2 separate regions of the Zea mays genome follow, and region 1 is linked to region 2. The links are chromatin contacts, called in public Hi-C maps. All regions are on one chromosome and are shown on one strand. Each heading gives the region's core, a stretch centred on a gene start, on an enhancer-like site or on the middle of the called end of the contact. The rest is flanking DNA. Distances are from core to core; before and after follow the strand shown.

Region 1 (3,571 bases), core at 646-3,145, 140 kb after region 2:
AAGCCGCCGCTTGGACGCGGTCCAGAGCAGCTGCACCGCGCTGTCCATCGTTAAGCAGGGGGGCCTCATGGTTGTCGCCAACGTCGATGACTCTCGGGTTGTTCTGGACACCGCATCCGACGACGACGCCATCATGCCGTCCAGCTCATCGTCCACCTGAAGCCCAACCTGCCACGTAAGTCGCTACTGACCGGACATGAATTCTTGTGCGCTGGGACGATGGACGTTGCTGACGTTGTGTGAGTGTCCTCGAACATGATGTATGTAGTGGAATAACGCATTCGGTGGTGCAACGACCAGGGGTACTACCTCGCTGATAAGCCCGGGGTGCACTTCGTTTGGCAGCCCAACCAAGAGTCATCAGTACTCGTCATGTCGCGTGCGTTCGACGACTATTATATCGAGGATTGTGGCGTCATCTTGGCGCCGAAGGTGACATAGAGGAGGATCGACAACAGTGACCAGTTCGTCATCCTCGCCACCGTCAGGGTAGCTTTTGTGCCGGCCTGCCTTTAATTTTCTTCACAAACACATACACACTTACCTTTTTGTTTAAGCAAGAGCCTAGGGTGGTGCGTGTCTGATGACTAACGATGTATGAGAGAATTTTTCCGGCATGTGTGGAACGTGCTCGTGCTCTCCAATGATGAGACCATATAAATCGTGGCATATATCGAAGTCTGCATGATACTGATGGTTGCAATGTGGTGGTGAAATAACTAGATTAAAATAACAAAATTTATGTATGACTAGGATCACAAATTGATTATAAAACATTTTCTCATAACAATATAACACAGATTTTGTATATAAGTTATCGTAGTATATTGATATTATATATTACCGTTGCAACGCACGGGCATCCAGCTATTATATATATATAACATCATTCTAATATTTGCTTCTCGTGTAGCTCGACAAGCTGGAGATGGCATTTGAGAAGGTGAGACAGATGCTACACACGTCTAATCACAAACAAAACGCACAACCCAAAAGTCATAGAGAGGGTCCAAAACATCAAGCCGGGAATGAACCGGATTCCCCCAAAATACAATAGTGTTTATCGTTGCAGCAAGATGTGAGAAAATAGAGAAATAAATAGATCCCCACTGCCAACTAAACCCTAAGGAAAAATTCGCCGACTGCCATCAAATTTTATACTCATTCCTTAGCAGTCATCAAATTTTATACTCATTCCTTACATGCCACTGAGTGGTATATATATAACTTTTTTGTGTGTATTATATGTAGGGCCAGTGGCACACAAGTAATGAGTACATTTTTTGATGGCATACATGGAATTGCTCCTAAACCCAACACAAAGTTGTCCACAGGATGTGCATACCTCAAAATATGCAGTCGCCGCGAGATGGATTCATGTCGGTGTCGTCCAGGAAGATTCCGGCGGATAATCACCACTTCTAGACGACATTGACGAGGCTGGACGTTTGGTGGAGAGATTCGACATCTTGCCAGCGAATGTTTTGTGCCTTGAAATCGAGGGAGTGGAGAGGAACGACGGAGACATGATCGTGAAATCAAGGGGGGTGAAGAGGACCTGCGGAGGCATGAAGGAAATGTCTGGCATGGGGACGGAGAAAACCAGTGGATTGGGAGCTCACATCGCCTGTGAATGTTTTGTGCCGTGGATGGGTCTTTCTTCGCGTGCGTGAAGAAACGGAGAACAATTTGGTAACTGTTGGACGGTAGTTTTTCTTCCCCCCCTAAAATATACATTGGGACCATAGTTTTTAGGAGGTATTGGAGTTGCAATAAGAGAAGGCTGTTTTGATCCTATCTCAGCGAAGCCTCCTGATCTGGTTCTGTTCGGGCGAAGCCTAACCTTAGGGAGCCTATAATCGCAAATTTCTCGTTCACGCGTACGTGCGGGTGTGGGAGGTTGGACAGGAGACGTTTTTTTTTCCACCGTCGCCGCCGCCCCTGCTTGCCGCTGCGCGCCCCCGCCTCCTACGCAGGTCGTCTGCTCCGAAGCCGGTGGCCGAAGCTCGCGTCGCCCTCTCCCTCACCGGATTCATCGTCCGAGCCCTCGCTAGAGCTCGTGACCTCGCCGTCGCCGGAGCCCTCACTCTCACTGGATTCGTGTCCTCGCCGGAGCTCGCGCTAACCTGCTCGACCACACCTCGCCGCCCGCGGCCATCTCACACCCACTCCGCGCGACCGCGGTCCTCTCCTCACCTATCGGTCGTTCCTGCCCTCGCGAGGAAGACGACGCCTCAAGCTATCCTCCCTCCCTCTCGATCTGATCCGGAGTGGCTCACGTTTTCCTATTCCTCGCCAGCGGCAGAGGCGGCAACCCTCGATCCGTGTCAATCCTCTATTAGGTACGTCACCCGTTTCGTGGAACCGACCAACCCAAGCTATATTGCATCAGGAACTGACCCGGTGGCTAGTATTGGTAGTATATTCATGTTTTTAGACCTTTTGAATTAAGTGGAGAAACGGTTTTATGTACAAAGACGCTGAGGCTAACTTCGATTTTTGGCAAAGAATTATGGCACCGATGTCCTATATTTAGCCCGTTACTGAGAATTTGAGGGCACAGGTTTCTACTAGGAAGGAAGGAGTGGAGCGAGTAAAAAAAAAAAAGAAAACATTTTGCAATGTCTGTTTGGTCTTCTTGCATGTAAAAATGTTGAATTGGGAAATTGGAGGTGAAAATGGCTACCAAAAATCTTTGTTTTGGGGAATATGGTTCCAAAAGTCTCTTTTTTATCAAGTCTGCATATATTTCGTAAACGAATACGATGGATGTTTTATATAGGCTTGGAACTGAACAGAAAATCTACTCAAAGTTTCACAGATTGGTATGAGCTGATCACCCCTGGTTGTGTAGTTCCTTCTGCAATGATTTACTGCACTCACTGTGCTGATTACTGCCCCTCCATAAAGGACCCTGACAAAGGATACATGTGAGACCTCCCTGTTCTTTCTATATTATTCTAATGGAATACTTTGCAAAACCAGTCAGTAGGATTGTTATGAAGATGGGCTATTTACAACTCTGTTAATGGTTGTCCATCAGATTCTCATAAAGCAACTGAAGCTCTTGAGCTTATTTATTGATATGAAAACTGACATGTTTGATGAATGATGATCAGATGTTGTGGTACATGTGGGAAGGTTCTTGATCAGGAGGTATACACTGATGAGCCTACTTTTGTTAAGGATAACACAGGACAGGTTGGTTTTATTTACATGCTTTGTAATCCTTGGATTTATCCTTTTCTTTTACCAATTTCTGAGATTTGGTATAATTTGGGGCTACACAGAGTCGCTTAGCTGGAAGTATTCTTGCAAGCATTGAGTCTGGATATTCGATTTCTCATCAAAGAACCTTAGACAAAGGTATGGTTTTTAGCGCACTTATTTATTTTACTTTTCGTGGTACTCTGTAAACTGTTTTTTGGCTTTGTTTTACCAGGTAGGGATGAGATTAGGCAGATTGTCAATAACTTACATGTCAGCGGTGGAGAAACTGTCGTTAGCAAGGCTTATCGCTTCTATGAGGTAGGTATTTCTATTATCAGTCAGTAGTAAGGTAATCTCATCC
Region 2 (3,706 bases), core at 311-2,810:
GTTTTTGCCCTTAAGAAACGGAATGCAAGAGAAAGCATCTGCCCATCTACCTACAGAAGCAGGAAGGGAGAGGCTTAGCTCGTGCCACGAATAGTTGAAAATAATAATTGGTGTCTCTTGTAGCATTTCCTTTGCATTGAACGTATTCAGCCCACAAATATGTATGCAAATATCAAAACTCCAGTACCTTTGGGAAGCACTGAAAGCCACCTCCAGTGACATTAAGCAATGCCAGCGAACATAGCCTGTGAGGCGCAATCGCCGCAAGCTTGCAAGCAATCATGGCACCTGGTTGCACACAGATAACAGGGTCAATGCCTAATAAAGGTCACACATTGGAGAGAGAGAGAGAGAGAGAGAGAGAGAGAGAGAGAGAGTCTCAGAATCGAAAGACGCACAATAGGAATAGGACTTACCCATGGAGTGGCCAAAGACGTGAGCTTTCTTCCACCCCAAATGATCCATCAAGGCCAAGGCATCCGTCGCCATGATTGCCGTCCTGCCAGATACAAAAGAACACGTTTGAAAACAAATGCTCGCCCATTTTTTTACATGAGCGCGTGAACTGAACGTGATGGAAGATATGATTCCCCCCTTCTTTCTTCCCCGTCACTCGTTTTTCTCGTGGAAAAAACTATTGTGGCAGAAAGGGAGCGAAATGTGGGATTTTTCTCGTCGAAAGCTACATGCAGCTGATGTCGTCCACCAAATCCCCGTGTACGGTCCTTCTGAATCGCAAGGCGAGGAAGCAAGCAATCCTGCGACACCTAACGAACGGAACGGCCCACCGATCGTTGCAACCGACGACGACGAGGGAGGATTTGGATCTGTTGGAGGAGGAGGGGGATACTCACGAGTAGTAGGATTTGTTCGGGGGCACGGAGCTGCGGCCGGCGCCGCGGTTGTCGAAGCAGCAGACCTCGATGCCGTCGCCGTCGCCGCCGGCGGCCTCCTCGTCCGGCCGCAGGGCCTCGTCGTCGGCCGGCTCCAGCGACCCCGTCAGCCCCTTAATCTGCGGGCCCCACGAGTCGTGCGTCCCCGCCAACCCTTCGATTCCGATCGCAAACCAAACACCAAACCGTTTCTCAGCGAAAAAGCATTCTTTAAACAACAACACGAGGAGAAAGAACAGGATTCCTCTTCCTCCTCTGGGCCGAGGACCGGGAGAGGAGAGACCGGCGGTGTGCGTACCGATGATGAGGAGCACCTTGGTGGCGCCGCGGCCGTAGCGGCGGTAGTAGACGCGGACGCCCTCCCACTTGTCGCCGTCCGCGTACCTGCCCACCTCGCAGTAAGGCATTGCTGCTGTGCTCGCCGGCGGCTCTCCTCCTTCCTGACCTGATTCAGCTAGCGCGCGCGCGTCCGTCTCGTTCTCGTCGCCGCCGCCGCCGCGCGCGATTTGGCTGGTTTGGCTTTGACCGTTTTGGAGGGGATCCGAGAACGGGCGAGGCGTGGCTGCCTGGAAGGCTGGAAACGAGAAAAAGTGCGCAGAGGAAAAACGAGGGGGGAAGGGGAGCGGAGCTGCGGAGGAAGGGGGCGGCTGGTTGTAGTTATATCCGCGGGACTCGGAAAGAACGGGCGCCGCGGCGCGAGGGAAAAGAAGGTGCAGGCGGGGGAGTCCGTTCCAGAGGCGCGAACACGTGGACGGATGGCGCGGGGGCGGATGTGAGCGGGGCGGCGGAGACACGTCGGCGCGTCGCCGTCCGCCGCCGAGTCAAACCGGCCGGCCCAAGCCCAAGCCTTCCAGGATAAACTAATAAAACTATGCGGCTGAGGTCCATGTTTTCTGGGGCGGGCAATTGCGCTTGGTTTCGTCTGGTCGTCGCGTCGGGTTTTTTTTTGTGCCTGCCGAGTTGGACACTTGGACTGGATAACGGAGGCAGCAAGGAACGCCGTATCGTGTTGCGCTTTTTGCGGCCACAAGCGTGGCCGTGCTGTGCTGTGCTGTGACTGAAACGTCGACCGGTGAGTGACGATGCTGAGTCCTCCCTCCTATCCTGGAACTGAGGGAACCCGGTCACATTGGACGGACAACTTTCACAGCGATCGGGATCAAGTCATGGAAATGATTGGGAACGGAGAACGGGTAACAGTTTATAAAGGGCATTAGAAGTAAATAAATGCTATTTTCTGCACGCAAAATACAGGCTTCTATAGCGTCGCTCGCTCTCGCTCCGTCCATGTCAGGCCCCCAGTCCCCACCCACCCGATCCAGCCCCGGGCGGCGGTGCTGTTGAGTGCCGGGCGATGAGCAACGGCACGCGGTTCGTAAGATTCTTGTGATGCGCGTGCGCGCGCTGACGCGGCTGTCCGATCGGGTGGGAGGCACGGGCGCCGTCCCGGGGCAACGCGCACCGTCCTCCTGTCGTCCGCCGCGGCCGCTCGGTGCCGGGCCCCGCCCCCGCGCTCCGTGGTGGTGCTGTTGGTGGTGGCTGCATCCGCTTGGCACGGAGCGCGGGGCGTCGATCCATCAGACGACCGTCAGTGCGTCAGGCACAAGGGTGACCCGATCCACCCGCTCGTCCACGACGGATGGATGCTTTTCGCTCCGCTCTGTTTCTTCCTTTTGCAATAATAACTAGGTATTTGACCGTGCGTTGCCAGGAAAGCTAAAATTAGTATAAAATATAAATATATAACGACAAACGTCACTATGATAAGCAAAATCCATGACAAAATATTACCGGAACAATAATATTATATTAACGATATAAACATGTAATGTTGATATAAATCTTCCCACTCAAATAGAATAAATTAATGCCGAGAGAACATTATAATATCACACGAATTATTTTTAAAGAAGCAATATAGAAACCGACCTCTAGAGGCCCTTTTGCTAGGGACGATTCTTATCAGCTAGACCATTGATTATGTCAGGTTTCTTCTCAGGCGCGAACAGATATCTCAAAAAACGCTCTGTATGAACATCAAGCACAGAACTCTAAAAAATTGAACGGTCATGTGGGATAAAATCACCAGCAACCGCGTGAAAGTGAAACACGACATAGGCAAAGAAAAATCATTAGAATCAACTATTAGCAACATGCAGTTCGCTTTAAGTTCAATCTTGGTACATCAATAAGGAATAGACTTCTTTTGATGAGTTAGACAGATGCTTAAAAGCTTTACAACCAACTTATTATTTTTGCACAATCTAGCAACAATTCTAAGACCTAAAGCCAGTAGCGGTATATATCCAACATGGGTAGAAAGGGCCTGATTTTGAATGGAGCCACAGTCATATCCTTCTACCTACCCTGCCTACAAAAACACAACTTCCCAAAACCTATAAAAATAGAAATTGAAATGACCAATACTACCCTCGTCGGTTCCTTGATCAGTCTGATATTCTAATCTCTACTCCTAGCACATCCTTTACACAACCTCGTAAGTCACAAATGCAATGGCAATTGAGGGCACCACCTCGAGACGACAAAACAAGGGCAGGATGTTAGAAACAAACTACATAGAATTTACAGAACAAAATATTGACAGAAATCTAGAAACAATTTGCCAGCTAACGTTAGGCAACATCAAAAGTTTGTTCCAGTTTTAAACTTTTCTTAGAAGGATTACCTTGACTGAGTTCGGCACAAGACCCTTGTATAGAGCACCAACTCCATGGCGAACGGTCTTCTTGAATGCATCGATCATGCCATTGTACTGGAGTGCTTCTTTGACTTGTCCAATAACAATAGAGTCA

What was found. A called contact is a pair of places that touch in the nucleus more often than the background predicts.
Region 1: a contact with region 2 is called in a Hi-C map of ear, with 2.3 times the contacts expected there. The contact joins the promoter of LOC103635274 here to the promoter of LOC100281755 in region 2. A contact is called at or near these places in 14 of 25 Hi-C or Micro-C datasets (bundle sheath, ear, endosperm and 5 more) and 2 of 3 datasets of contacts at active chromatin or transcription factors (leaf and seedling).

Annotation. Positions count from the first base shown.
Region 1 is chr8:64,035,442-64,039,012 of Zm-B73-REFERENCE-NAM-5.0, forward strand. LOC103635274 (transcription factor IIIB 90 kDa subunit-like) reads left to right here and starts at 1,896. Exons shown (of 20, transcript NM_001346889.1): 1 at 1,896-2,342; 2 at 2,814-2,930; 3 at 3,120-3,201; 4 at 3,291-3,366; 5 at 3,443-3,528. The coding sequence starts at 2,866.
Region 2 is chr8:63,897,169-63,900,874 of Zm-B73-REFERENCE-NAM-5.0, forward strand. LOC100281755 reads right to left here and starts at 1,561. Exons shown (of 11, transcript NM_001411884.1): 1 at 1,192-1,561; 2 at 855-1,047; 3 at 417-499; 4 at 188-288; 5 at 1-50. The coding sequence starts at 1,300.